3 separate regions of the Mus musculus genome follow, and all the other regions are linked to region 1. Evidence: chromatin contacts called from public HiChIP or PLAC-seq and promoter capture Hi-C data. All regions are on one chromosome and are shown on one strand. Each heading gives the region's core, a stretch centred on a gene start, on an enhancer-like site or on the middle of the called end of the contact. The rest is flanking DNA. Distances are from core to core; before and after follow the strand shown.

What was found. HiChIP or PLAC-seq counts read pairs in DNA pulled down with a chosen protein or histone mark. Capture Hi-C pulls out chosen DNA fragments and counts their contacts.
Region 2: a promoter capture Hi-C map of adipose tissue shows a contact between it and region 1, with 4 times the contacts expected there. The contact joins the promoter of Tekt3 here to the promoter of Tvp23bos in region 1. A contact is called at or near these places in 13 of 39 promoter capture datasets (the 3T3-L1 cell line, the HPC-7 cell line, HPC-7-derived erythroid cells and 8 more), 6 of 484 Hi-C or Micro-C datasets (the BV-2 cell line, the G1E-ER4 cell line, bone marrow-derived macrophages and 2 more), 9 of 115 datasets of contacts at active chromatin or transcription factors (T-cell acute lymphoblastic leukemia, bone marrow-derived macrophages, craniofacial prominence and 5 more) and 3 of 9 other capture datasets (adipose tissue, bone marrow-derived macrophages and liver).
Region 3: a contact with region 1 is called in an H3K27ac HiChIP or PLAC-seq map of trophoblast stem cells, with 15 read pairs. The contact joins the enhancer-like site here to the promoter of Tvp23bos in region 1. A contact is called at or near these places in 20 of 39 promoter capture datasets (the 3T3-L1 cell line, the C10 cell line, the HPC-7 cell line and 12 more), 52 of 484 Hi-C or Micro-C datasets (the AML12 cell line, B cells, the Ba/F3 cell line and 35 more), 16 of 115 datasets of contacts at active chromatin or transcription factors (bone marrow-derived dendritic cells, bone marrow-derived macrophages, craniofacial prominence and 12 more) and 5 of 9 other capture datasets (adipose tissue, embryonic stem cells, liver and 2 more).

What each region holds. Positions count from the first base shown.
Region 1 is chr11:62,920,293-62,923,963 of GRCm38.p6, forward strand. It overlaps Tvp23bos (a long non-coding RNA gene), which reads right to left and starts at 2,339. Exons shown (of 3, transcript XR_388723.3): 1 at 944-2,339.
Region 2 is chr11:63,060,365-63,064,147 of GRCm38.p6, forward strand. Tekt3 (tektin 3) reads left to right here and starts at 1,295. Exons shown (of 8, transcript NM_027660.1): 1 at 1,295-1,413.
Region 3 is chr11:63,112,816-63,116,440 of GRCm38.p6, forward strand. All of the region lies in intron 2 of Gm36926 (a long non-coding RNA gene), which reads right to left. Among named protein-coding and RNA genes, the nearest start is that of Gm36926, 4.6 kb to the right of the region's middle. Within about 2 kb of position 2,351, at least 67 of the 459 cell types and tissues checked have an H3K27ac peak or open chromatin away from gene starts, as enhancers often do. A contact at or near this core is called in adipose tissue, adipose-derived mesenchymal stem cells, beige adipocytes and 4 more, where this site is marked.

The sequences.
Region 1 (3,671 bases), core at 1,089-3,588:
GGGGGCATAGCATTTTGCATGTTGAAACAGTCCTTTCTGTAGATGTCTGCATGAGAAGCCTGTGCTGGTAGAGTCACATGCCACAGGGCCCCTCAGTCCCTGGTTCTGGGCTTCCTGGCAGTCTCAGCATCCTGGATGCTCAGCCAGGTCTCCCTTGATGGAGCCTGGACTGTGCTTGGGCTTCATACAGCTGTCAGGTCTGGTTTTCATGCTACTCATGGGGCCCCAGGTTGGGCCTCCTTGCTTGGCACTGGAACTTCATTCCTGGCTGTCTTATGACCTCCCCAGCCCTTCTCTCCCCCAACTGCCAAGAGATCTGATTCCATTTCCAAGACCTGGCATAACCCACTATATTCACAGCCTCCATACCACCCTGAAAACCCTTCCAATAACATTTCCTTAACTACAGTGGGCGCTTTCATTTCCTGATTTTTTCCTTTAAATTTTCCTGCTGACTAGGTGTTGCCAGACCGGTCACTTAAAAGTTAATTTACAGAGTCCCGAGCTTCCTTTAGGGAACACAAGCTGAGACGCCAAAATCTCTGTTTTTCAAAGAATGTGATGTTAAAAACCACCCGGCTGGGTCCCAGACTGTAATTTAAAAGAAAAAGAAAAGGAGGAGGAGGAGGAAGGGGAGGAGAAGGAGGACAGAGTGGGGGAGGAGGAGGAGGAGGAGGAGGAGGAGGAGGAGGAGGAGGAGGAGGAGGAGGAGATGACAACGATGATGACTACTACGAAGAACCACCACCACCACCACTACAACCACTACCGGAGTGTCCATGGGTTGAAGCGTTTTGATTTACACACCATTTTCTCCCAGATAATCCGAATTTTTCCAACCGAGTACATCACGCCAGTTACAAGAAACCATTCCTGCCCCACCTTAACCGCCTCCCGCCTTCCTTAAGCTTCTGGAAGCTGCCAGCAGATGGCGCTAGCCCACCTGATTTTTCCTTGTGTGGCCTTGGGAGTCAGACAGGGAGGTAGGTGGGGGAGAGGCCTGAAGTCAGAAGAACGCTGAGCCCAGGCCAAGATTTCTTCTGGCATCTGGAATGCATTAAAAACAACCCACAGAGCTGAATATAATTCTCCTTCGAAGAGAGTGGGGTGGGGAGAGAAGAAGAAGGAGGGAGGGAGAGAGGAAGACAGGAAAACAGAGCGGGGAGGGGAAGAGGGTTGAAAATGGCAGCGACAGGCAGAGAAGCCCGTGGGTCATCCTGGAGACGTGTGCCTCATCTCACTTGTCCATGACAGCTGCCAGCATTTCTGCTCTGGGTGAACAGGGCGACATGGTTGAGAGGAGGAAGCAAGCGACAACCAGAGGGTTCTGATAGGATGGTGGGAAGGGATTCCCAGCCTTCTCCAGCAGGCTCCTCCTCACTGGCTTGGCGGTATCTGCTCTTGAGGGCGCCTCCTCTGCACGCAGCCCTATCGGCTTAGAGCACAGCATACCCGTGCTTATGGAGGCTGTGAGCAGGTTGAATTCCAGGGACCGATCGGCCTTCTCTGCCACTAACCCTCACTCCTCCAACTTCCAATTCAATTTCCTTTTCTCCTGGGCCTTGACGGAAATAGTTTTTAATGGTTGCTCAACCGTGCCACCTAGTGCTTAGCAGATTCTGTGTGAAGAGCAAGCAAAAGACAGTGGGGACATACCATCTGGGAAGGAGGCAGCTAGCTGACTGTCAGTGGGGACCAGTCTTGGGTTTGCAGACCGGTTCTTCTTTTTACTCCTGATACCAAAGGACAAAGACACCCATTCCGCTAAGCTGGGAGAGAGCTGGGCCGGGTTGTGTCTGTCCACTGGGAGGCCATGCCGAGGTACTGAAGAGACCGTGCAGAGAGCTACCAGACAGAACTACCAGGCTGGGCTAAGCTGCCTCTGGGTGTCCTTTGTCCTTCACGGGAGCAGGTGTTGGGAGTCTGATTCTTGGTAAGCGGTATTGGGAGGTGATGTGGAAACTTTAGGTTCTACCTAGTGAGAAGGCTGCCACCGTGTGGTTTGTCCACCAGTACCATAGCACCCACCAGGAAGCCTATACTAGATGCTACCATCTTGTCATTGAACTTGTGAAACCTTGAACTAAAGAAATCTTTTTCCATAATAAGGTATGCAATCATGGGTGTTTCGTTTTAGCCACGGACAATTAACTACTAGTACAACCACCCTGTCAGACTGTCTAATTTCCATGAATTTAATCAAGGACATGGGCCACCAGGAATGGTGCTTTCACATACAACAGCTACCAGCAGGGTCTTAGAATCCTCCTGGCAGGGCTTGCTGAGTGACACAGCTGAGCCCCCAGCCTAACCTTGGAGCCCACTGCCATCTTCTTGCCCTTGTAATCCTACCAGCTGCCCTCCTGGCTCTTCCTGCTCCGGGCTTGCTGTCAGCCCCCTCATGCCATGCCACCCTCAGCCCCACCTCTCCTCTCCTCCTGCTCAGCCTCATGTAGACGTCTACAAAGAGCTGGCAGTGCTTCATGTTCATGTTCATTCTGGGGTCAACTCAAAGTAGTGACTGGCACCACGGACTGGAGCCAGTGTGAGAGGTCAGATCTTGTCCACTGCTGGGTAATTTGAGCCCGTTGTGTAAGCTGTCATAGCCTCAGTTTCCTCATAGGAAAAATGGGATGATGATAGCAGCTATGCCATTGGGTTGTTTTGAGGGCTGAGTTGACACATTTAAGTTGCTTACCCGGGACAAACACTTGATAATGGTTGCTGTTGTTAATAGCTCCCCTTTTCTCAAATCTGGTTGTCTTTAAGGAGTTCTGCTTTATGGGAAAGGGAATGTGGGTGGCTGTGTTAGTCTGTGCCTGGTCCTCTAGACTGATAGTTTCCAAACAGCAAAGTAGGTTTGGAAACATGTAACTACTCTCTTAGGATATATGAGGGAGCAGGGGACTTAACTTTCTGTGGCAGAGTTAACTGTCTATTCCCCAAACCCCATGACCTTTTCCCTCTTAGACACAAGCTAAACTACATTTCCTAGCCTCCCTTGTGAGACTTCATTCTGTGCAACTTAATCAGAGCCTCTGTGATACCAGAGTGCTGCTCGCTGTCCAGTCCTCAAGGCTGGCTTCGTCTCCATCTTTCATTTGATTGAAGAGGACACCAAAGTTCTGGGAGAGATGAGACAGAAGGGTCCCCTGTTCAGAGGGATGAGAGAAGCAACTCCAAGCAAAGAAAGACAAACTTTACCCCGTTAAGCCCATAAAATGTATCTTAGGATCATTTTATACTAAGCCAACGTGTTAAAATAAATTTTGCGATGTTATCTGTTAATTTTTCTGTCTTAGGGTGTTCAAGTTTTAATATGTATCGAAAGATGAAGAAGTTCACATTTACAAGTCAATGCTCAACATTTTAATAACGTATGAACATCTGGGGTCTCCTCTCTGTGGTATTTGAGTGACTTAAGCCCTCCTGCAGGCAGGTGCACACACAATTGGTGACCTTTGGAAACACTCTGCCATCTTTTCATTTCTCTGTGTGACCTACTGTCACCTGGAGAAAGCTCAGGGAAGATGATCAAGAAGTCAAGTGAAACAGTTTGCCGAGGGTCTTAAGTGGGTTGGAGGAATAGCTTAGCATGTCCTGTAGGACAGTAGAGTAAGTATGGCTGACAGCAGTTAATTTCACAATAACACAGGGGATTTTGAATGTTC
Region 2 (3,783 bases), core at 45-2,544, 140 kb after region 1:
ATCATACAAGGGTATCTAACATATGTTTTTGTTTGTTTTGTTTTGTTTTTAAATTGATTGCTTCCCCCCTACCCCCCGTAAATAGAGTTGATCAATTTAACCCAATTTAACCAGGAAGTTTATAACACTTGTATGTTCATGCATTGCTTCAAAGACCAGGTTGTGCTGTGATTTCCCCTGTTTCTAAATCAAACACTGGATGACCAATGCTCAGTCCACATCATATTGAAGATGGTACAATACAGAGCATGAAAGATGACTCCATCTTCACTAGATCTCCGTTAAATTTGGTTCAGAAATTTCCAACTCTCAGGCCCCAAGAGGTAACATATCATGTTGGCAGCAGCTTGGGGGCATCACTGAAGCCCATCCTGAGTCCCGAGAATCAAGAAAAAGAAGTTTACTACACTTGAGAGGGAGATGGTTGCTTGGAAAGGCATCTCGAATCAGGATCAGGAGTTGCTGTCAGGAGGGAGAACAGGAAAAAGAGAAGGCTAGCAACGCAGTCCTGCGTGGGATATGACAGCCTCTGTGTAGCTTACCCAGTCATGCATCCAGACTAAGCATGGGACCGTCAGGTGGTCTCTGTAGTTACCCACCCCCGGCTTCTTGAGACAAGCATTCTGTGCTCATTGTCAGAAAGCCAAAGTCACTTAATGTGCACCCTGCTGGTACCACTCTAGCCGTCCCTGTTCACCTTCTTATGACTTCAGTTGGCACCAGCCTCTGCAATAACCAAGTTTCTAAATGGGTAAAACTGACGACCCACTCCCCTCTGCATGCCTATTGTCACATGTTAAGATCCCCTGGGAGCTGCCTCATCCTGGGAATGGCACACAAGGAACACCAAGAGTGATTAACTGGGGGGGGGGGGGGTGTCTTTCCTCTTAACAGTTACCAGTGTGAATTGTTAGGGCTGGCACAGCTAGGATGCCACCTCAAGGAGTATTAAATCCTCTAGGTCTGCATTTTAGGGATGCTCTACCACTGGGTGTGGCTAGGCCAATGACTGCCCCAACCCCCTCACCTGGTAAAAGAAATTTTATTAGGTCTTGGAAGGATGTGACAGTGATGGACTTGTAAGTAAAACATGTGGCGGTGTCGACAGAAATATTATTTGTGTTTACTGAAAACTTAAAAGAGGGAAGATCCCAAAGGTAGCTGGTGCGCCTTGGAATGGATAGGGAGTTCCAGTGCCTCCTGGACGCTCTAGTCTCCCAACACCCGCTATCCTTGCACGGTTACTACGCTCGTGAGCGTCCATAGCAACCGCCTAGGGCAGGGCTTCCCTGCTGGTACCCAATCCGCTTCCTACTAGGGACCCTGGCTGCGGTTGAGTGGTCCAAGGTTTGATGTCAAGTGGGGCTGGGCGAGCCAGCCTCTAGGGCCGCTGAGGGTCCACAGCGAGCACAGGTGAGTGATCTAGGAAAGTCCTGGCCCCCAGGGCTGCGGGATGTCTCACCCTCGGTCCCCAGGCAGCCCGGGTCTGCTGTCCCATCCTGTGGTCCACGGAAGGGGCATCCATCCTGTTTCTCACCTGCTTTTTCAGAGTATAGCTTGTGTCTGAAACCCAATCCCTCCTCTAAGGCTGCTTTCTCAGCCTAGGCTTCCAGGTAGCTTAGGGGAGGACTTGTTTCTGAAATTCAAACCAAGGCTAGTGTCCTCTGGTACTCCCTGTCTCTGGAGACTTTTTTTTTTTTTTTGGCGGTTAAAACCAAGTCTCTCAATACTGCCCTGGTACTTACAGTGTTGTAATAAGCAAATACTTGAGAAAGGAGAAACACTCTTTGCTTGGTTATTAAGAAAGGAAGCTGTGTTATGGATAGGTAAAAATATTTGATGAATCTAATAAAATATTCTATTCCTTTTATAAACAAAATATTTCGCACAATAATTCAGTGAATAACATCTGTATGCCAAGTCACCCTGTCCACCCCTTAAACGGTTACAAGGACAACCGTGACCTGCTTTGTGGCCCTCTTTTCCCAGGGTGCTCACCTACCAGAATTTAGTATATCCTTATATTCTGCATATTCTACACTTTTATCATGATATATCTAATCCAGATGCCAACACAGGTACTGCTTTAAGTGTATGCAATGATATGTAACAGACAATCTGCATCAAATGTGTTATGAATATACCTTACATCACCTATACAGCTGCTCTTTTAGTTTGCTCCCTTAAAACTACTGGAGAGTAATTCTTGGGCATTCTAATTGTTTCTGTATATGGGTGTCTCTGGGCAGACAGGTATGACAGTAAAAGTAGCTAGGGGTTTTCTTTCCCTTGCCCTGGGGAAGAATTCATTTGCATTTGTTTGTTTGTTTAAAGATAATTAAGTCTCTCCATGTTCTTATTTAACCTTAAAGCTGAAGTGTTTCATGTTGAAATTCAAGTCATGGCTTCTAATTTTGGTGTTTGTTTAAAAGACAAAATGTTTATATGATATGAAGAGAAGCTCTAGCTAAGTGTGGTATTTATTAACATGTATCTCTGGTCCCATCTGACCCTGGGTTAGCTACTGGAACCAGTGGACCTGGTTCTAGTCCTGTGGGTCTGTCTATGAAGCCGTCAAGCCTGTGCCTGCCACTGATCTGAGGCAGGGCGTGGAGCGAGGTAATGCAGTTTCTGGACTTGTGTCTTCTGGGGATGTTCTGTAAAGGTTTTTGCTCTTTTAAATATTTATGATCCTAAAGTCTTGACTAAAATATGCCGAGAAAATACATCCATTCAAGTCAAGCTCATCTTCTGAATTGTAAATGGATCTTTCCAGTATTTGTATTCTTGGTGGGGTCCATTGTATCTTTAGCAAATCAATATTTATAGTCGAGTACTATAGCACTTTCGGTATGTTAATACCTGTTGATCACACATTAAATGAATAAAGCCCAACACTGTTTGACTTTGTAGCACATCTCCTTTCTATTGTTAGTAACAAAATATAATGTATTTATTTATGTTTACTTATTGGAACCCTGGCTGGCCTGAAACTTGCTATGTATACCAGGCTGGTCTCAAAACTCATAGGAATCCACCTGCCTCAGCCTTCTAAGTACTGGAATTAAAAGCATGCACGTCACATCTGTATCCGAATGTCATTTAAAAAGCAAAAAGCCATGGTCTGGTCTAGGGCATGATCCCCATGCCTACTTCTATCTGTCTTCCCAAAGACCTTATTGAATTTCCATGCAAACAGAAGACAAATACAGTGTTAGCAAGTTTAGCAAGTGTTGCTCACACTTGCTTGGAGTGTGCCTGAGTTAGAATTTGGAGATCTAACACTGCAAAAGACACAATCGGCCAAGTGATCCAGAGTCTTTGTCAAGTGAGGTATGCATCAGAGGGTAGCTTGCAGGAGTCAGTTCTCTCTCCACTGTGTGGGTTCCTGGACCTGAATTCACTCCTCCGGGTTGGTTGTAGGTACCTTTATTCTCTGAACTGTCTGTTGGGCCTGAGCTGTCCACTGTTAGCATAACATTGGGAGTACTGTTGCCTTATTAGCCTTCTCACTGTTACCGTGGGTGACAATACTCCTCTTTCCTTCCTAATTTGCCTTCTCTTTCTTTTGGTAAGTCTGGCCAATTTGCTCATTTTATTGACAGTTTTATTGGTTTGCTTTTTTCGTGGATCCTTTTTCTGTTTCGTGGATGTTTCTCTTTGCTTTCTCTCCCCTCTGCTTTGGGTTTATTTTGCTTTTTACTTAGATTAAAACACACACCAGCAGAGGGACACACCTTTAATCTCAGTCTGGTCTACAGAGTGAGTTCCAGAACAGCCAGG
Region 3 (3,625 bases), core at 1,101-3,600, 190 kb after region 1:
AGATGGATTGGGGGAAGGAGGTGGTGTAGAGTCACTTGATGTCCATCTACAGGAAGTTCCTCTCACATATTCTCATCTAAGCCACTCTGCTGAAACCCAGTGCGGCATGTGACCCTACCACATAAAAGGAGGAGAGGCATCTGTTGAGAAAAAGGAAGTTTCCAATGGAAGAGGGAGGGGAATGAGAGGGGCAATGAGAGGCGAAAATGATTAAAACATACACATTATACACATACACAAAACTACCAAATAATAAAAATAAACAAAATAAAAAGCCACAAAACAAAATCCACAAATTTGAAGGGACAACCAATCTTATCTCTTATATTAATCTTATATTTACATAAGTTTACATAAATTTGTATTTCGCCTAGAAGTCCAGACACTATTCTAGGCAGTCAGTGGTGGGATGAAGAGGAAACAGGGCTGCCCTGTGCTCTTGGAGTCATGGGAGCAACAGCTTAGAAGACCAGAATGGAAGTGTGCCACTCAAGAAAAGAGATGTTCCATTCAAGAAATGGCATGGATGGGAGAACAAATGATTACACCCAGCAGCAAACCATGCTGAGGAGCATACACTTGTGCCTTTGAGTCAGACGAAGCTTAAATGGGAGGTGACCCTCAAATGATACTGAGAAACTAGGAAAGGGAGATAGAGTTACGGGAAAATATGGGGGACTAAAGGTTAAGGCCATACTTATAAACTGTGGGCAACACATTTCATCCCACAGCCCATCCTACACAGAAGAGGAGGATGGAACCTTGGTAACTAATGAGGGACTGCCAAGGGAAGGAAAATTTGGGAGGACTAGATTCCTCATCCCAAGAGTGGTCCTGTAGAGAAAGACCTTTGGAGTATCTGGTGGGTTTCTTAGATGCCCAGAATGCAGGGTTAGGGGAAGGGAGGGAGAGAGGACATGAGTAGCAGGATATGGGGACCATATGGGCAGGTTATTCTAAACTTTCTGAATTTGTCTTGAGGAGACACTGCTGGAAGCATGCATGGCTCCGGGAAGATGCTCTGCTTGTGGTGGGTCTCTGGGAAGAAGGGCTGGGCAGCAGGCAACAGAATGAGAGGCATGGGATGAGGTTTGGCAAAAGGACATTTGACTCTGAGATAGGCCACAGGGAAACAGAATCCTTACGAGCAACAGGAAACCAGAAGGTGGAACAAAATGGGAAGTGGAAGACACCAGGCAGTCCGTGTGGTCGCCATTATTCCAGGGTACCTATTGCTGCTGCCATCACATGTGGACATCCAGACTCCAGCTTCTTCATCAGACTCCAGCTTTTTCATTAGACTCCAGATTCGTCATCAGTTTCCCACTAGTAAATGTCTAGGGAGTTTCCAGGCCTTCAGCCTCACAGAGTGGCCGCAGCATGGCTCCTCCCCATTCAGAGATGGAGCTCTTGACCTGAGCAGCTACCAATTCTCTGCATCTCCACTATGCAGGCAGTCAGCTGATTACCCAGCCTCCAATCCTCTAAGCCAGTCTAATAAAAGCCCCCTTGAAAACCAGAGGCTCCAGGCTTCTTTGAACGGAGAGTGAATCACATTGGGACTGAGGGCGGGGGGAGCGGGAATTTGGTTGCACTTTAATTGCCAAGGCTGTACTACCTTTTCCTGTGAAGGGGGTAGAGGCTGAGGTGCATCAGCCTCAGAGTTCGTATGATGAAGGTCTGGCTGCCAGTCCCACCGAATGTGACTGAGTTTGGAGATAGGGTATTTAAAGTAAAGATGACAAATCTGACAGGAGGCCGTGAAGGGCTTTTGGCCAACTGAAATGAATGACTTAAACAAGGAGAAAAGTCCTGAGAAGGTGTCCCAGAAGAAAGCAACCCAGTGACACCTTGGGTCTGGAATATAGATTATACTCTTACAATATAGATTATAAGAAAGTAAATTCCTGTTATTTGAGCCACCCCACCCAGTCTGTTGGCCCCAGAAGACTGACACAGGTCTATGGAAAATGATCATTACTTTGATATCTTACAACAGGGCTGTGAGATGCTTAGAGCAGGCTTTTGTGAAAGCTGTGAGGAAGCAAAGAGGAACACAAGCCAAAAGGTGTAACATTGAGCTTCTAAGAAGAATATAAGCCGAAAGGTGTAGCACCGAGCTTGTAAGTGGGACTTCTTAAGACAATAACTAGACATGAAACGGTCTGCCCGAGGAGTCACATGGCTTTGAATTCCCCAGCCATCCCTTGCCTCCAGGGGGGAAACCTGTACTGCAACCACTGCCATTTGTCATAGATCCTTGTGCTCCTGTGTGTGCTGAGACCAGGGCTGGGACACAGAACCACAAGCAGCCTGTGGCTGGAATTTGTGGCTAAGCAAGCAGCAGTAGAAGCCAGATGTCGCAACCCAGGCTTGTCCAGAAGGCAGGCTGGACATCCATGGAATTCATGTGGTCACAGTATTGCATGCATGTTTTGGGAGAGCTGTGTGATGAATGGAGTGTTTATAAGCATTGGAGAGAAAGCTGTGTATTCCCACATTCCCATGGCCCTGACTGCAAGCTGTGAGCTGCAGGGCCTCCTTCCCATCAGCTGCGCATACAGAGTCCAACCAGGCTCTTTTTCTGACTTGAGAGGAACATTCTCTGGCAGAGACTAGGCCTGCAGGGTGCTCCAGGAAAGTCGCTTTGGGAGCAGGAATGGCCAGGTCTGGATAAACATAGTTCAGGCCCTCAGATATTTTGAACATGACTAAATAGCCAGCCACACAGCGCTTCATCAGAGCCCTTCAAATAGTTCATCTGAAGTCCTGGCTGTGATCCAGGCAGTTGCTGGTCAAATGCTAAATCTACTGTTCTAGAAACCAAACACCATAGTGTTTTAGCCTTATGGGATGAAAGCTAAGGCCCTGTGGCGTTGTTGCTAGACTTGGGGAGGGGAGTTCTCTACACTCCAAACTTCATTTTCTTGTTGTCCGAACTGGTGATAATATAATGAAGGTAAGTCTTCAGTGGCAGAACCCTAAGTTTTTAAATAGAGAGGCAAAGGAGGACTTTTGTTTGGGTATTATTGGAAAGTTCTCCAAGCCTATAGCCTCCATAGCAGCCACATCCAGGAAACACTGGAGGTGACGCTGGGGATAACAGTGATGAAGCTAATGAACTCTTGACCTATCAATGGGGCATAGTTGAAATACCCCAATTATCTCTTTATCTATCAGTGAGGCATAGTTGAAATACCCCAGTGACCTCTTGACCTACCAATGAAACATAGTTGAAATACCCCACAGTACTGGCTGCATTCTTTTCTTTTTTTGTTCTTTTCCTTCCTTCCTCCAATCTTCTTCCCTTTCTTATACCATGGTCTAGGAATCTAAGTGCAAGAATGGACACTAGCTAGCTATCATGATTGGAAATGATGCTGGATGGCTGCCGTACGGCCTTTCTCCACACAGGCACACTGCAGGATACATGGTGGCTTGGAGGGTCACTTTTCTAACTGTGCATTCATTCATTCATTCATTCACTCAACAAACACCTATTTTATTTCACACACCATAACTTAGCATACCCCCAAAGCAATAAGAGAGGCCTCAGTCATTCGTAAGCTTATAACATAGAAGGATGATCATAACGGAAAAACTAGGCCTCTCATTTGTTATTCCC